3 separate regions of the Gossypium hirsutum genome follow, and regions 2 and 3 are each linked to region 1. Evidence: chromatin contacts called from public Hi-C data. All regions are on one chromosome and are shown on one strand. The core of a region is the stretch at or near the end of the contact, and the rest is flanking DNA. Distances in the headings are between cores, read along the strand shown. Region 1 holds the start of LOC107959661 (RNA demethylase ALKBH10B). Region 2 holds the start of LOC107903913 (transcriptional adapter ADA2a). Region 3 holds the start of LOC107903905 (transmembrane 9 superfamily member 3).

Region 1 (3,070 bases), core at 195-2,694:
AAACTGAAACAGAAGGTATCGTTCTTCACAAGAATGCAAGTAAAAGTCAACCGATATCAACACTTAAAATCTTTCAGGCAAACAAGCTTCAATCATCCCATCAGAACAAATAATCAAACATAGCAAGCTACATCATAGAATGTATTATTGACTATCCTAATTCAAATGTTCACCACAATGTAAATACACGAAATGAAAGCAATAAACACGAAACACTATGTAACCATATTACCCTCTGTGACAACTGAGCCTTTATCTTCCACCTTCCCTAACTCACCACCTAACTTAAGTTCCTCATATTTCTCACTCCCTCTCTCATTTCTCTCTGAAACAGCGGTAACAGTAGAATTCCCATTAGTATCCAGCACAGAATTCTGTATTTCTTTGGCCACCTCTACCCTATGCCCCTTAAAGCCAAATCCAGACCTTTTAAAATCCTTTCCCCCAACTTTCCCATGATCACAATGCCTTTGCCTACATCTCCAGGCCACCTGTTGAAGAGCATAGGAAACCTCAGCAATCGAAAAGTACTGCTGCATATGAAGCACAGGGTTCCAGTGACATCTCCTTTGCTGAATGCAAGCTATGACGGCTTCATACTCCCCAACTTCCCCGACCTCACGCAAATGATGACAAAGGGAGTCAATCATAGCATTGGCTGCTGCGAATTCACCCCGCAACCAATAGATAAAGCCATCACGCTCATCGGGAAACCAATTCCGATGATGGTGCTGGTTGAACTCTGCACCTCCTCCACCTCCTCCTCCTGCACCGCCAACGGCTCCAGCATCACCACCTCCGGCGCCAGCTACTGCAGCTGAAGGAGCAGGAAACTGCATTTTATCTGATAAAACTGCATTTCCCGATGGCACTGCCATTGAGGAAAAAGAAAAAACGCTCCCAAACCGATAAAAAAAATTAAACTGCTAAAACAACATATATAAATTAAAAATACCCAAAAACAGATCTAATTAGCTTAAATCCCGCAGAATCCAACGTGATCACGTAAAATCACAAACGAATTTTTTTAACTCAACTTAATCCAACTTCAAAATAGATATAATTAGTGAAAAAATATTAAAAACTGGGTCTTTATTTACTTTTTAAAGGTTTAAGCCGATCTAAAGGATTGGTTTAGTTTAGTCAGATCTGGAAAAATGGGAACTTTGCTTTGGTTGTGCGTAGATTGTGAAAAGGCAAGCAATTTAGGGTTTGGGTATCTGGTTTTTGGAAAGAAAAACAAGAAAGGCCTTTGTCACAGTGAAAGAGATCACGGCTTGGCTTATTGATGACGCATAAAGATGCGCTTTTATAGTGGCTAAAATCCAACAGAACTTCCTTCCCTCACCAGGGATCGATTATCGAACCACATACGAATATTCTTCTTCAATTTCTAAGGTGAATTTTGGTGTTTTAATTCAAGTCTGAGAAAAGTTCGATTGTCTTGGGTTAAGAGTTCTATGTTTGGGCTTTTTGCGGAGGTTAACCTCTTAGCATTAAACCTTGGTCGAATTTTAAATTAATTTCGTAATTACATTATCTTTTGTAATAAAATTACAAGAATATAATATTATGAGTAAGATACAAGGTTACCTTGTTTAATCCATTTAATTAGAATATAAGATTTAAGCATTTAATTAATAAAATGTAAAATTATCTGAAAATAAATTTACTATATTGTCATTATAAAATTTTTGTTTTTGTAAGTTCACTACTTTCAACATTTTTTAGTCTTAAGTTAAACTTAATTATGAAATTTTATTTATATAATTTGTCATTTAATTATTGTAGAGGAATTGGTTGCTTTTAATAAGAAAATAGAAATAAAACTAAAAATTTTACCAAAGTAATTGTGATATATACTATATATATAGATATCAGTATTAAAATTGCAATATCCTTTGATAAATACAAATAATTTTTGTTTCTTATTCGCTCGTTCAATCAATATGCAATGATAATTTGGAAAGTGTTTATTTATTAAGGGCTAGTTGGCAATGCTTTTAAAAAGTGCTTTTGAAAAGTGCTGTGAAAAAGTGTTTTTGAAAAGTTTAGTTTAAAATTTGAGTGTTTAGCATTGCTGTCAAAAAGTATTTTTGAAAAATAAAATGTCCATTTTAGACATGTTATTATCAAGTAACAAATATGCATTTAAATAATATTTAAATTAGTTAATATTATTATATTTTAGTAAGAATATAAAAAATTTATTATAACTTGTTGTTAATATTTTAATATATGAAATATAAATTTAAAATATTTTTAAGCAATAAATATTAATTATTTATAAAATTTAATTAGAATATATAAACTATATTTTAAATATTTAAATATAATCATTAAATATCTGTAATTAGTATTTTAAAAAAATATTTTTTTTATTTTTAATTAATGATTTTAACACATTTGTAATTAAGCACCAAGAAAAAAAAGGAAAGTACTATGTTATTGGAGAGGTGAAAAAGTAATTAAGCACCAAAAGTGCTTTTGGGAGAGGAAAAACTAAAATTTTTAGCTTCTCCTTTTCAGAAGTGCTTTTCAAAAGCACTTCTGAAAAGCTAAAAATTTCAGTCAAAAACAGATTGTTTTACACAACTTTTCTTCCAAAAGTGCTTTTGGAGTCAGAAGTATTTTTTTTAAGAATGAAGAACTGGCCCTAAATTTATAATCCAACGGTGCTTATATATATATAGACTAAATCAAATTTTTATTATTTTTGAAAGATGAAATATAATCTTATGTTATTTTAAAATTTAAAAATTATAAAAAGTTAAATTTTAAATTTTTGAAGCTCCTGCCAACCCCTAGCTTATCTACTATACATAGCTACACAATTTGTCAAATGGAATAAATTTATATTTTTCTCAAATTGTAGATGGTTCATGTTGTAGGCCCTTTTTTTAATTAATAAGGTCTAAACAAACAATTTTCACATTCCATGCGGCTAGTATACAATTACACTCAAAGATGTAATGCTACAACTCGATCTGCCAATGGATGGGCCAATCATCACGGGGTCAGTGATTGTTCCGAGCAAAGTGGGTTTCTGCCAATCACTATTGGAGAAGGC
Region 2 (3,326 bases), core at 476-2,975, 270 kb after region 1:
CACTTCCTACACGCAATTTATATCACACATGTTAGTGTACACATTATAAAGTTTTTTAAAGAGAAGTTCGTAATATTTACCATTTCCAATATTTCATCTGATACATGCAGAAGTTATAACAATATCATTTTCCTAAACCTAACAAATATAAAATACTTCCACAGTGTCAAACAAATATAATTTTACTTATAAAAATATTACTAATGTCTATTTCATTATAATAATTACAAATATATTACTTACAAAATAGATAATTTTCAATTAATCAAACAAACAAATTACAAGTAAGTAAACAATTAATTGTCACTAATAAAAATATTATTAATATCTAATTCATTATAATAATTAAAAATATATTCAACATATTTTACAAAATTGCTTATTTTCTAAAAAACCTTTAAATTATTGAACTAACAAACAATTTTAATTTTTACACACTCATTCAATCAATTTACATTATTAATAAAACATATTTAAAATTCTTATGTACTTACGATTCTTGTTGATTATAACCTTAAACCTGCAAAACAAATCAATAATATAACCACCTAATTATTTTAAATTAAGTTGATGGAGCTTACCTAAATTTAAAAAATTTCCATCAATGTATTCCGTAAATAAATTCATTTTTTGGGGAGTTCGGGAAAATTTTCAGAATTTTTTTACAATTTTTGGGTAATTTTCGGAAGTGTGGGGAGATGGGTTTTTTGGAGTGAATGGTTGTATTTTTTTTGGACGTGAAGTTAAATGGGTTTAGGGTGGGGGGTTTATAGTGGTTTCCGGGAGGGTGGTTTTAATTATGTTAATTGGGGTGTTTATTAGGTTTAATGTTGGGGCGTTGGGGGTTATTGGGGATAAGTGGCCGAGTAGTTGGGGATTGCTGCCGGTATCATGCTGCAGGGACCTGTCTTTTCCATCGCAGGTAAGCAGGCTTTGGGGAGCCCCAAATCCGCACTATTCCCTACAGCGTGATTAATAAGGTCTTATATTGATTCTAACGCCTAAATCGGCACCAACCCTTCCGATTTGCGTCTTGGTAAAATCGAAATTTTTATTTACTATTCCGGAAACATATCATTTTGATAAATAAATATTTTTTTGGTAAAAAAATATTAATATATATTATTTTAATAAAATTTTCTCAAATTTTATCTCTAAAATTGTTATTGATTTTGGAGTGATATAAAAAAATAACTATACTTAAAAAGGTTATTAAATTATTAGTAAATTTATATTTTGGTCATTTAATTTTAAAAAATTACAAAATAGTTATTGAACTATTTGAGAGTTTTTATTTAAGTTAGTGGTTATTAAGTTTTTTTAAGTTGGGTAGCAAGCTCCAAGTAAAGATTCAACGACTCGTACGGTGGATCAATACACATCGACAAGTAGAAAAACATATATTAGCTTCAAGTGGATCTAATGGTCAGTGTCGAAGATCGAAGAAAAAAACTGTTTAAATTTTGATTCGTAAATTGATGATGTTTAAAAATGTTTCATGAAAAAAAAACTGAACTATAGAAGAGAATGGAAATGATAACTTTTGATTGATGCAGACAGTGCAAACAGAGAATGCCATACAACAATTATTTAACAGGTTAGTGACTTAAATGAAAACTTTCGAATAATTCAATAATTATTTTATAACTTTTTGAAGTTGAGTTACTAAAATATAAATTTACTAATAGTTTAGTGAATTTGGGTAAAACTTACCCTATAATGAGCGGGTCGGATCCAGATCTAATGAAATAGGGTTATGTTGTGGATCGTAATCAAACCATAAACAAGTACAAGTTGTGGGTTCGGGTCAAAAAGTCCGAGTTTCTCCAACTTTCTCGCCTCGCACTTGCTTCCTCGTGTTGCTCATCTTCAGTAAGCAGTTACCGTTATGTTCAGTTCCCGTTTTCTTAAAATCTAGAAACCCTAATTTGTAATAACTGTCTCTCTATCTATTTTAGGGTAATTAGGGTTTAGGGTGGCTACTATTTGGGGGAATTAGGTGAACTGAAGGCATGGGTCGATCGAGGACAGTCTCTCGTCCAACTGAAGAGGATCTCAATCAAAGGTCTTCCCTTTTTTATGTTCTTAAATCCATTTATTTTCTCAGCTGTTCCGTTCAAAGATCTTGTTTTTAGTTTAAAATTCGCCCTTTCTTCTGTAGATCCAAAAGGAAAAAGACTGCGTCTGGTAGTGTCGACAATGTAGAGCTTCCATCAGCAGGTATAACGAAATTTAGGGTTCCCTTTGATTGGTACTTTTATTATTTAATCTTTCTAAAGCTTGTTAGTTGCAAAAGGGATAATAGTACAATTTTAATAATAAAATGTATGATTTTGCTTTGATTGATAATTAAATGCACGATTTTACTTTTATATAGAATGATTGCATTTCCAGCTAGGGTTTTATTTTAACTATTAGCTCCTATTTTTATCACAAGTAGTTTTACTTTTACTTGGTTAGAAACTTAAGTTTATTTGGAAAAAGAAATAAAAAGAAATCGAGTAGAAGTATCAAATCGAACTGAACCCTAATAAGATGTAACTGGTTTAGCAATTCTTTTAAGTTTTGAAGTCTTACTGCCTTTTCTTTTTTCTTAAAGTGATGACCTTTATGGATGATATTGCGTTTATTGGTTAATATTGTTCATCTCCATTGATTCCATTTCTTTCAATAAGGTCTTGGGCAAGTACCGAGTGAAGCAAAAGGGCCAGCATTGTATCATTGTAATTACTGTAACAAGGATCTTTCTGGAATGGTTCGGATTAAGTGTGCAGTTTGTCCAGATTTTGATCTTTGTGTCGAATGCTTTTCTGTTGGAGCTGAAATTACTCCTCACAAGTGCAATCATCCATACAGGGTTATGGTTAGTCACCTTCTTTCTAGTTACAATTTCCTTTATCATTTTAGCAATTCAAGGTTATAGCATGATCGCTGATGGTTAGCCAAAGTAAAGTATACTAGAGCTTTTGAAAAAAGTCTAAGGAACATGGTTACATAGGTCTTAAGTGAGTTAAGAATAGATTTGTTTTCTGTTAAATACCAATGGTATTTTTTGCTGAACCATATGTTTCATGCGTTTTATTAAAACTGGATCCCACAACCTCTCTCTTTCTGTTCTATGTTAGAAAATCTTATTCACCTCTCCTGGAACCTCACTTTGGTGGGACATAACTTGGTGATTACCATCTGTGAATTTGTTTACTAACTGGGTCATCAATTGCTGTCATTCTTTTCATCATCTACACCAGTGCCGTCAGTAATTCTCATAATAAATGACTCCAAACATAGTTTTTCCCCATTTTGCTATTGGTTGGAGTATGCATTTT
Region 3 (3,231 bases), core at 345-2,844, 380 kb before region 1:
ACTTTCAGTCATTGCAAACATCTTTTAATTATAGGAATAAAAAATATATTATTTAAAAACTAATTAAAAATTAAACATGTAAAATTGAATACATTGCATGTGACATTAGAATCTCATTATCATAAAAGGAAGGATGTAGGAACAGAGGGAAGCTACTAGAGTCTAGGAGACCGATAAAGGATTCTTTACAATAGATGATTTCTCCCTTCACCTTTTTAATTTAGTTTTTTTTTATAATTTATTTTACATTTTTTATGTTTTTAGAATTTTATTTTGATGCAAACTTGACAAATAAGATGATTGAAGAAAATTTTCACAAAATATATCTGAAGAGGTGATAGCCAATCATTGATATTAGAGGTGTTCAAACTTTTAAAATTGAATTAATTGAGTGAACCGAATTAGTTTATTTAATTAATTAGTCTAAATTTAATTCAATCGGAGGAAATTAGTAAAAAGATTTTTGAAATTTCAATTATCGATTAATTCGATTCAAAATCAAATGATTAACCAATTATTGATTAACTAAAATTAATAATATATTATATATCTATTACACTACTACTATAAGTCTAATATATTATAAATATTCATATAATGGATAAAAAATATTAAGAAAAATAAAATAAAAAAGTAAAAAATTTGACTATATATATGGTAGATAAATTTTAAGAAGATGGCAATTTAATAAAAATTGCCTTATTTTAAAATTTTTTGAATTAAAAATTAATAACAGAACATTGTTCAGATTTTCTTTTGCCATTTGGAGAACATGCCAACAATAACCGACAAATCATAAAAAAGAAGAAGAAGAAGAAAAACACATATTGCTAAAAATCAAATTGTAAGTCCAACTTACTCTGATCTTCTCACTAACTTTTCTTTCTTTTGTATAAAGGTTTTTCAAAAAAAATATATTTTATGATGAATAAAATATTTAAATTTATAGAACTATATACAAACCCATTCATACTTTTGGGGTCATAAGTAAAACAATAAAATGAGGTTTTAGGTTTTTTAAAAATTAAGAAAAAACTCTTTTAAGTTCCTTAAAAGTTAGTAAAAAAAATTTTGGACCCTTAAAAGTTAAAGCAACTTTTGAGGCCCTTTAAAAATTAAAAAGTTTTTTTTAGACCTTTTAAAAATTAGAAAATAATATTTTGGACTCTTTTTAGCTTTGAACCCTAAGAGGCCGTGGCTCCAAATGATCTTAGACTGACCCTGACTATGAGAAAAGAAGGAAAACAAAACTTACAATCCTAAAAAGAGAAATATTGATATTAGAAGAAAGGGGTCTAATGGTTGATTAACATTAATGAGCACTTGAAAACAAAAATGAAAACTCTAAATTTGAAATAAAACCAATAAGCTACAGAAAAAAAATTATAAGTTAAATTAAAATTTTTGCCATGTGTTATCATTCCTATCAAACCATTATCATTGATGTTGTTTTCCTAAAGTGAGGTAATGGTGTGAGAGAAATACAGATAAAGTAAAAGTGTGGTTGATATTAATTGTAAATTTAGTTTTGTGTAACAAATGATTTAATTTTAAACTTTTAGATTATATTTCATTACATATAAGATAACAATTGTGGTCATATATATATATATATTACTATATATAATCTCTCCAAAAACTTTCTATATCACTAATTTAAAAACCTTAAAAAAAATGCCGAAACTGTCGTTTACATCTAACACAAAAATAGAAAAAAAGTTATTTCGCTTTAAAATAATATAAATAAATAATTGTTTTTATTTTTATTTTTTAATTTCACCGCTACTAAGAACTAATCCTTTTCATTCTGGTTTTTCGACACTCCAAATTTTCAGATTTCCTTTCCTTTCTCACCGGAAAATGAAAAACATGGGCGACTTTCCGACGTTTCTAGTCGTCGCACTTTTGATCTTCAGTTGTCTTTCCTATGTTAGATCCGACGCTTCCGATCACCGTTACAAGGACGGTGACGCTGTACCTCTTTACGCCAATAAGGTTGGCCCCTTTCACAACCCCAGGTAATCCTATCATTTCAGGTTTCTGTTTAATAAATCTGATTTTAGATCTGGAAGTTGTATATCTTTCGGGTCCCAAATCAACGCTCTTTTTTCCATTTCATAGGATCGTGTTTGGAACATTTAAATTAAATTAAACTTAATTCAAATCTTTTTGCTTTAAGTTTATTGTTGAATTAGCTGTTTTTAATTTGGTTTGTTTGATTCCAGTGAAACCTATCGCTACTTCGATCTACCCTTCTGTTCTCCAGGTTCTTTTTTTGGTTTTTAATTTTGTGTTAAATTTTACATCTTAACCAATTATGCTTCAATTTCAATAAAATGTTATATAATTTTCCATGGAATTTAGATCATGTAACGGAGAAGAGAGAAGCTTTAGGTGAGGTTTTGAATGGAGATCGACTCGTGAGTGCTCCTTATAAATTGAATTTTAAAGAGGAAAAAGATTCTTCTGTTGTTTGTAAGAAGAAGCTTTCAAAAGATGAGGTTGCCTTTTTCCGAAAGGCTGTTGACAAGGACTATTATTTCCAAATGTACTATGATGATTTGCCAATCTGGGGTTTTATCGGAAAAGTTGATAAGGAAGGAAAAACTGATCCGAGCGAGTACAAATATTTCCTTTTCAAGCATATCCAGTTCGATGTCCTTTATAACAAGGACCGTGTTATTGAGGTTAATGCAAGGATGGATCCTCACTCGCTTGTGGACTTGACTGAGGATAAGGAAGTTGATGCTGAGTTCATGTATTCCGCGAAATGGAAGGAAACTGAAACTCCTTTTGAGAAAAGGATGGACAAGTACTCAATGTCTTCTTCTTTGCCACATCATTTGGAGATTCATTGGTTTTCGATTATCAACTCTTGCGTCACAGTTCTCCTTTTGACTGGTTTCCTTGCAACGATTCTCCTGCGGGTTTTGAAGAATGATTTCATCAAGTGAGATCTATTCAAATCTATTTGTACATTTTCTCATATTTTTGTTATTTCTTTTTGGTCATTGGTTGCTGTGAATGTTTGATTTCTTATGAAAGGTATGGTCAAGATGAAGAAGCAGCTGATGACCAAGAAGAAACTGGATGGAAATATATTCACGGAGATGTATTCCGGTTCCCAAAGTACAAATCTTTGTTTGCTGCTGCTCTTGGATCTGGAACTCAGCTGTTTACTTTGTAAGGATCCCATTGATTTGGTATTTGTGATTCTTTCAGATTTGTGAA

The links. Hi-C and Micro-C count contacts between places; a contact is called where the count stands out from the background.
Region 2: a Hi-C map of leaf shows a contact between it and region 1, with 2.3 times the contacts expected there. The contact joins the promoter of LOC107903913 here to the promoter of LOC107959661 in region 1. A contact is called at or near these places in 4 of 34 Hi-C or Micro-C datasets (callus and leaf).
Region 3: a Hi-C map of hypocotyl shows a contact between it and region 1, with 2.0 times the contacts expected there. The contact joins the promoter of LOC107903905 here to the promoter of LOC107959661 in region 1. A contact is called at or near these places in 3 of 34 Hi-C or Micro-C datasets (hypocotyl, leaf and petal).

Annotation. Positions count from the first base shown.
Region 1 is chrD05:36,500,267-36,503,336 of Gossypium_hirsutum_v2.1, reverse strand. It overlaps LOC107959661 (RNA demethylase ALKBH10B), which reads right to left and starts at 1,444. Exons shown (of 8, transcript XM_016895761.2): 1 at 233-1,444. The coding sequence starts at 878.
Region 2 is chrD05:36,233,791-36,237,116 of Gossypium_hirsutum_v2.1, reverse strand. LOC107903913 (transcriptional adapter ADA2a) reads left to right here and starts at 1,725. Exons shown (of 14, transcript XM_041092928.1): 1 at 1,725-1,872; 2 at 1,959-2,065; 3 at 2,162-2,220; 4 at 2,676-2,863. The coding sequence starts at 2,013. LOC107902964 (a long non-coding RNA gene) reads right to left here and starts at 1,041. Exons shown (of 2, transcript XR_001685650.2): 1 at 582-1,041; 2 at 1-6.
Region 3 is chrD05:36,881,214-36,884,444 of Gossypium_hirsutum_v2.1, reverse strand. LOC107903905 (transmembrane 9 superfamily member 3) reads left to right here and starts at 1,594. Exons shown (of 7, transcript XM_016830107.2): 1 at 1,594-2,018; 2 at 2,226-2,266; 3 at 2,365-2,950; 4 at 3,046-3,183. The coding sequence starts at 1,861.